Linked DNA regions of Pan troglodytes: region 1 is linked to region 2. The links are chromatin contacts, called in public Hi-C maps. All regions are on one chromosome and are shown on one strand. Each heading gives the region's core, a stretch centred on a gene start, on an enhancer-like site or on the middle of the called end of the contact. The rest is flanking DNA. Distances are from core to core; before and after follow the strand shown. Region 1 holds the start of ZDHHC2 (zinc finger DHHC-type palmitoyltransferase 2). Region 2 has its middle 220 kb from the start of FGF20.

What was found. A called contact is a pair of places that touch in the nucleus more often than the background predicts.
Region 1: a contact with region 2 is called in a Hi-C map of induced pluripotent stem cells, with 2.4 times the contacts expected there. The contact joins the promoter of ZDHHC2 here to the enhancer-like site in region 2. A contact is called at or near these places in 5 of 7 Hi-C or Micro-C datasets (blood, induced pluripotent stem cells, a lymphoblastoid cell line and 2 more), 1 of 1 datasets of contacts at active chromatin or transcription factors (stem cell-derived excitatory neurons) and 1 of 1 other capture datasets (stem cell-derived neural stem cells).

The regions. Positions count from the first base shown.
Region 1 is chr7:25,442,382-25,445,632 of NHGRI_mPanTro3-v2.0_pri, reverse strand. ZDHHC2 (zinc finger DHHC-type palmitoyltransferase 2) reads right to left here and starts at 1,778. Exons shown (of 13, transcript XM_519614.9): 1 at 1,413-1,778. The coding sequence starts at 1,542.
Region 2 is chr7:25,070,240-25,073,486 of NHGRI_mPanTro3-v2.0_pri, reverse strand. No RefSeq gene overlaps it. Among named protein-coding and RNA genes, the nearest start is that of FGF20, 220 kb to the left of the region's middle. Within about 2 kb of position 1,921, at least 7 of the 24 cell types and tissues checked have an H3K27ac peak or open chromatin away from gene starts, as enhancers often do. A contact at or near this core is called in induced pluripotent stem cells, where this site is marked.

The DNA.
Region 1 (3,251 bases), core at 529-3,028, 370 kb before region 2:
CAATAAGGCAAGCTATTTTAATATTAACAGCTAATACAAAATTTACTACACGTCCTTTCCTATATATTTTAGATGACTTGACGACTGCATACCTAAATGCATCCTCATGATAATGCCTGTACAGCCTCATCTTTTCCTAACAACAGACTCAAGGTTTTTTTTTTTTTTTTTTGGACTATTAAGCTTGTTTCTAAATCCCTTCAAGTAATAACAGCAAATTTTAAAACTATATGAAATAAAAGTCTCGGTTCTCTTACAACTTACATCAGTGATTATTTTGATGTATTATTATGACACTTTCTCACAAGGCGCAACATTTTGAGGTAAGATGGCTTCAGACAAGATTTTATGTCTGAATCTTGAGGCTTTGAAAATGCTGAGCTTGTGAAGGCTCAAAATAATAGGCCACTATTTAATCTTTTCCCTTGTCCCACCCAAAGCTAGCACTTGGTAGGGCAAAAACAGACACTTTGTTAGGTGGAGCACGAAACACAGAAAGCATTCACAAGTCACTGGCAGAAAGGTCATTTTCTGTTTTAACATCTTTTTCTGATAACCCAGATCAGTTTTCATAAAACCCCTGAAGGTAGAAACCAGCTTACATTAAGCGACATCATTGTACTCCCTACTTGTGCATAATAATCAACTTTTTAAAAAATTTTAATCTTCAGCATTAAAAGTATCCTACCCACCAATTCAGGAACCTCGAACTCGGACTGGAGCCACTTTGCTCTCTGGGTGTAAAAACCTCAGACGATCACCTCTTTTTTTCTCTCCCTACTGTTCAAACACCTAAATTATGGTTTAGTGTGTTGCACATGTCCTCAAAAATACTTTCTAGTAGCTCACCTCCTCCACATCCTTTTTAACTAGAAAAGTGTCCAACTGGCAATCCTCAAATCATAAAGGCAGCAAAAACGCCCCTGAGCGCTGTCACAAATTTCTAACGAGTGGATTGACGCCAACCAGCAAGGGATCCAGCTCCGCCGCCAAGGCCAGCACCCCCGCGCGGGTCTGGCGCAGCTCGGGGCCGGGCCCAGCTCAGCCCTTCAGCCCCCGGCGCACCTCGCCGGCCTCGGCCTCCCCTCTCCACAGCGGTCCCGGGGACCGTCCGCCCCTCTAGGGGGTGTGGCCGGGGCGGCGGCGGTGAGCGGAAGGCGGCGGGAGGCTCGGCGGCGAGTGCGGGGCGGAGGCGGCACCATAACCCGAGAGTTGGGAGGGGAGGGCGAGGGGCGTGCGCGTGGAAAAAGCTGCCCCGAGGCTGCTTTCGGCGGCGGAGCCGGCGGGACGCGGCAGGTTGGCAGCGCCCGGGGCGCATCCGGGGGGCGAGAGTGGAGGCGCGGCTGAGCGTCCCGGGACAGTCGGGGTGGGCTGCGCTGCGCTGGGGGCGCCGCGGCGGGGGGCGCACTCACCTATGCACAGCTGGATGGCGTAGGCGTAGTAGGACCAGCCGAGCAGGAGAGTGATGAAGACCACCGGGATCCAGTACAGCACCCGCCGGCACCGCCGCCTGGCGCTGCTGCCCGGGCCCGAGGGCGCCATCTTCCAGCCGCATCCACCTGCCCAGCTCCGCCGCCGCCCGCGGGCCTGGCTCCGGGGCGGGCTGGGCGGGCCCGGCACCCCTGGCTGGACGGGCTCCTGGGCGGCGGCGGGGTGCGCTGCGGCCACTGCCGCCGCCGTGGCGCTAACTCCCCATCCCGCAGCCCCGAGCTGGCGCGGCGGACTCCCGGCTCCTCAGCCCGGCGGAGGCGGCGGCTGCGAGCGGAGGACGAGGAGGCGGAGGGGGGCGGTGAGGCGGCGGCGTCGGGAGGCTGCGCTCCGCCCCCGCCGTTCCCCGCCGCCCGGCTGCCTCCCCTGGCGTGGCCGGCTGCGCCCTCGGGCGGGCTCTGCGGGGATACGGAGCCCTGGCTCGGGCCACCTCGCGGGCTCCCACCGTGGCCCCGCCGCCTCCGGCTCGGCCTCTGGATTCCGGGGAGGCGGGGGCTGCTCGGCGCTGGCCCCCGGGCGGAGGGGGCGGTGGCGGCCCCTCCCTAGGCGCCCGGCACCCGGGGCAGTTGGGTTGCGAGCGCTTCCGCGCTTGGCGCAGGGCGGGGGTCGGAGGCGAGGCCGGCGGAGCAGCTGCTGCGCGCGGGACTCCGCGCCTGCTGCGACCCAGGCGCCCTGAGAAAGTCTGCAGCACGGAGGCCCGCGTCCCCGCAGCCCGCGTGGAACCCTCGCGCTTCAACTTGCGGGTCCCTGGGAGCCCGCGGGGGCCGCGAGGAGCCTCCCTTTACTACTCCGGCTTTGGGGGGAAGCAGAAATGCACAGCGAAGAGGGGGTGCCGAGCCGGCGTATGGCATGGGAGGGGCTGTGGAGAGCGAGGAAGAAGCATTTTTGGTTGTGAATCCAGGCACCTCTGGAGTTAGAAACACAAGTTCTTTGCTCTGAGAATGTTGATGCTTTGGATAAATGATTGAGTGATTGTGACAGGGGCCGTTCCCACTGTCCCCTCCCTCGAGTACGGTGGTTCCTTCCACCAACTATTTATTCTTTTCCTCAACCCGCTCCTCACTACGGTGTTTACTTTCGTGGTGGCAATTCCAAACTTAGCAGATAGCTGACTCCAAAGCGGTTCCCAAAAAACACCGTAAGGGAACCTAAAGGTAGTCAGCCCAAACCTCCGATTTTATGATTCACGAAATGGAAAATAAATGCTTCCTTTGCTTTTCCTTCATCTGATTATGAACGCACCTGATCCACAGGGAAACATTTCAATCAATGAGTGTGTGTAAATTATGTGCATCACTACTATACATAATAAGCACAATTTTTCTTAACATTAGTGAATATGTGTATTTACACCACACAGCAACCCCAGTGAATGAAATTACTTCTTATTCATGTGTAGAAGTAAAAAAAAAAATACTGATTTACATGAATTCAGTCAAAGAAATTTAGCTCTGGTGTCTGCGATTATCTTTCTGTGACTGGATTACACAACAAGCTAATCTCTCCCGAAATAGCTATATGTTACCGCCCCCCCCCCCACATCTCTTTCCATTTCTCTTCAAAAATGCATAGAAAATGTCAGTCAAGTTTCTGTGGGACTTTAAATAATTGAAAAGAGAGACATATTATGTCCCAGTGAATCACTTGATTTTGCTGTAGCCTTTTATATTCTCTGTGGATATTCTGTATATTAATGTAAAAATAAAACTTCTCTGGATTCCTTAATGTTTTCCATGGATATTAATCCTGTGTTCCCCCCCAAT
Region 2 (3,247 bases), core at 672-3,171:
GCATCTTGTAATGAGCTCACAACCTAGTGTATACACAATCTAATCGTATAACTTTGTTATTCAGGGCATTAAATATTGCAAAAGAAACAAAAACTATTATTTAACCACTGAGCTAATGCGTTCCTCTAAAAATTAATCTGTTACAGCAAAAAGTTTTATGTATCCATACAAATATAGTTACATAAAGGTATGTATAGGTATTTGCAATCACTTTCTCTCTTATGTATGCCAAAGTCTAGCCATAATGATTAGCAAAAGGCTAGGATAATTTATATTAGAAATGAGATCAAAATGCTAATAAAAAGGTGACAAAATAAATTCAATCAAACCAAATTGAACTTACACTATGATAATGACTACTAGCTACTATCTGTGGAATAGCTAATTATCTGGGTCAGACGCCATGTATTTTTAATACTATGTCTCATTTGCTTACTTATTGTGGGGTATTTTCCACATTACAACCCAATGATATGTTTCACTTGCTGTCTGTGACTGGCAATACAGTAATCTAAGTACCATGATCTGTTACGTTTTCATCCTCATGGGACAATGTTCATGAAACACGTATCCAGCATAAGCATCTTATCCTTCTCTCTTCACTCACTGAAAATACATATTGGATATTTGCTATTAACTATATTATGTATCTCCTAATATTTTCATAAGACTTAAATTTCAGGGAACCAGAGGTAAAATATGGTAAAAAGCGCATATTCTGCTTCTCGTTTAAAAAACTCCAAAGCATGATTTATATGTTCTAATTTCATAGATGGTATGAAAACTGTTTGTAATTAATTTTTAAATATTGCACATATCATGAGAAGATGATTATTTCTAGAGACCTGAAGCCAAAATGTGCTTTAGAATAACCTACTAAGTAACAGGAATTACAATGATTACCTTATTTTAATCTTTCTATGCCTGTTCTTTAATTCGTAAAACTGATTTTTTTTTCCTATTTAGTTCTTTGAATCTATTTTTGCTTTAGCATAATGAATAACTTATTTTCTGCACCTGCTGGAGCCTATACCTTATTCTTCAAGATAAGTGGCTAAACGATGAGTGCTTTTGGCTGCTTTTTCAGAAAAAGACATTTAGGATGAATCTGTAGAATCACCTGTGTCTTTTGTGTCTGTTATTTTTCACTGAGGGCAAATGGATCTACCTCACCCTCAGACCCCCATCAGGCAAGTTTGCCTTTCCTTTTCCCATCCGCAAGACAAATTAAGAATGCTGAAACCTTTCACTCATAACAAAACAGTGATAAAGCAGGTAACAAGACCTCACATTAATCAGGTCTTTCAAAGAAGAGGCCCCAACCTGCACCCTTTGTCTAGCCTGCTGGTAGGTGGGTTTTTTTTCAGTCTCTTTTTAGGGGCCTAGCATTCTTTAGTTCGGCAGCACATTCTCCTTGGAAATGTTTCACTTTTCAGACAGCCTCTGTGTTGATCAAAAAACCCAGAGAGCCACTACAGAAATCTGAACTTCTAATGATCTTCTTTTATATTTTCTTACAATGGACAATGGCTCTGTCAATGCTAATGGCATCAGTACACAGGCAACAATGCAAAGAGATGGAGGGTGGAGAGAGTAGCCACTGTCACAAGATGTGCTGTATCATCTTGGCACAAAAAAATCCTGTTTTCTGTAGCCAAATTGTTGCTTTCTCTTGTTGAAAATATTCAATATTCCTGTAAACCAATGCTAAAGAGTAGATGAGTAATTTTCTTCTCAGGAGGAAAACATTACCTTCAGTTAAATGGTAATAGACCAGTTTTCTTGTGCTATTCTAATCCTTTTCACTAACATCACAAAAATAGAGTAATTTCTCCCTTAACTTTCTTCATGCAGCTGTCGACCTGTTGTTACCAGGCTAAATTGTGCACACGCTGTACCTACAATTATATTGAGTCAAGCACGCCCTCTACTGATCAATAAAAATACTATCGAACGGGATTCACCAGAATACTGAACTCACAAAGGACAGACATTTTGGGCAGTTTTATTTGCAAGTGTGTTTTTCAAACATTGCAAATGTTAGAAGAGTGTAAAAAATTGTATATTAGATTTCACAGAAACGTAATTAAATTTAAATTAATTTAAAAAAATAATTTAACTTGTGCTACTGATATAAATTTACAAAATTTACAGATTGCCAAGGATTGATCAGAAAAGTTGAAATAACTTCACCTCTTCTCTTAAAGTTTTTTTTTGTGTGTGTGGAAGAACTAACATTTTAACAATACATACAAATAAGTTATTGTTTTAAAGCAAGGGTTGGCAAACTTTTTTTGCAGTGAACCAGGTAGTAAATATCCTAGGCTTCGCTGGGCTGTAAAGTCTCTGTTGCAACTATTTAACTCTATTATTTTTGTGCAAAACTAGCCATAGACAATATGTGAATGAGTGGGTGTGGCTGTGTTCCAATAAAACTTTATTTACAAAGCAAACCAGGCTGGATTGATTTGCTCTATAAAACAGTGAACTTGAAGGCTTGTTGAACCATAAAAGAATGTAAACACCCCCAAAGTGTTGCATTCTTTAAAAAAAAAGTTACTTTGGAGTAGGTGGCTGTAATTTTAACTTGAAGGCTGACATGACTTCGAAACATTCTGAAACTTTTTCTTTTTGATTAGTTCCCTAACTCAACTTACAAACATTGTTAAAAGTAATGAAAGGTTAGAACCCACAGGCCCTCAAACATCATATATTGCAATTATCTAGTTTACAGATGAGGAAGCTAAAGGCTTGAATTTCCTGAATGCTACTCCAGCCATCTACATTATTTTCTGGATCAGCTGTCAATGACTTTTGGTTATTTTGGTAAGTTAATGCATGGAATAATTTTACAAACTAGAAGGAATTAAACAAGTATGATTTTTATTAACAAGTTAGGTAAAGAAAATTACAGACGTTTGTATTTTCTCACCCTTTGAAGATCATGTCTACATGAATGATAAAAACTACAGCAAGTCAATAACATCTCCCTCTCTTGTAACCACCACAAGTATTAGCAATATTAACTCATACAGATATTTTGTGTATCATAATTTCATAGATATTAGAAACTTTATTGGCAGTTGGGTACAGAGATGACTGTAATTTCTCTTGGCATTTGAGCAAAATAATGAATTATTTGTGTTGATGCATGATAACCAAAGATAGACTCTTCACTATTAAATTGTTATTAGTGTTACTATTATTATTTTTTTGAGATGAAGTCTCACTCTGTTGCCCAGGCTGG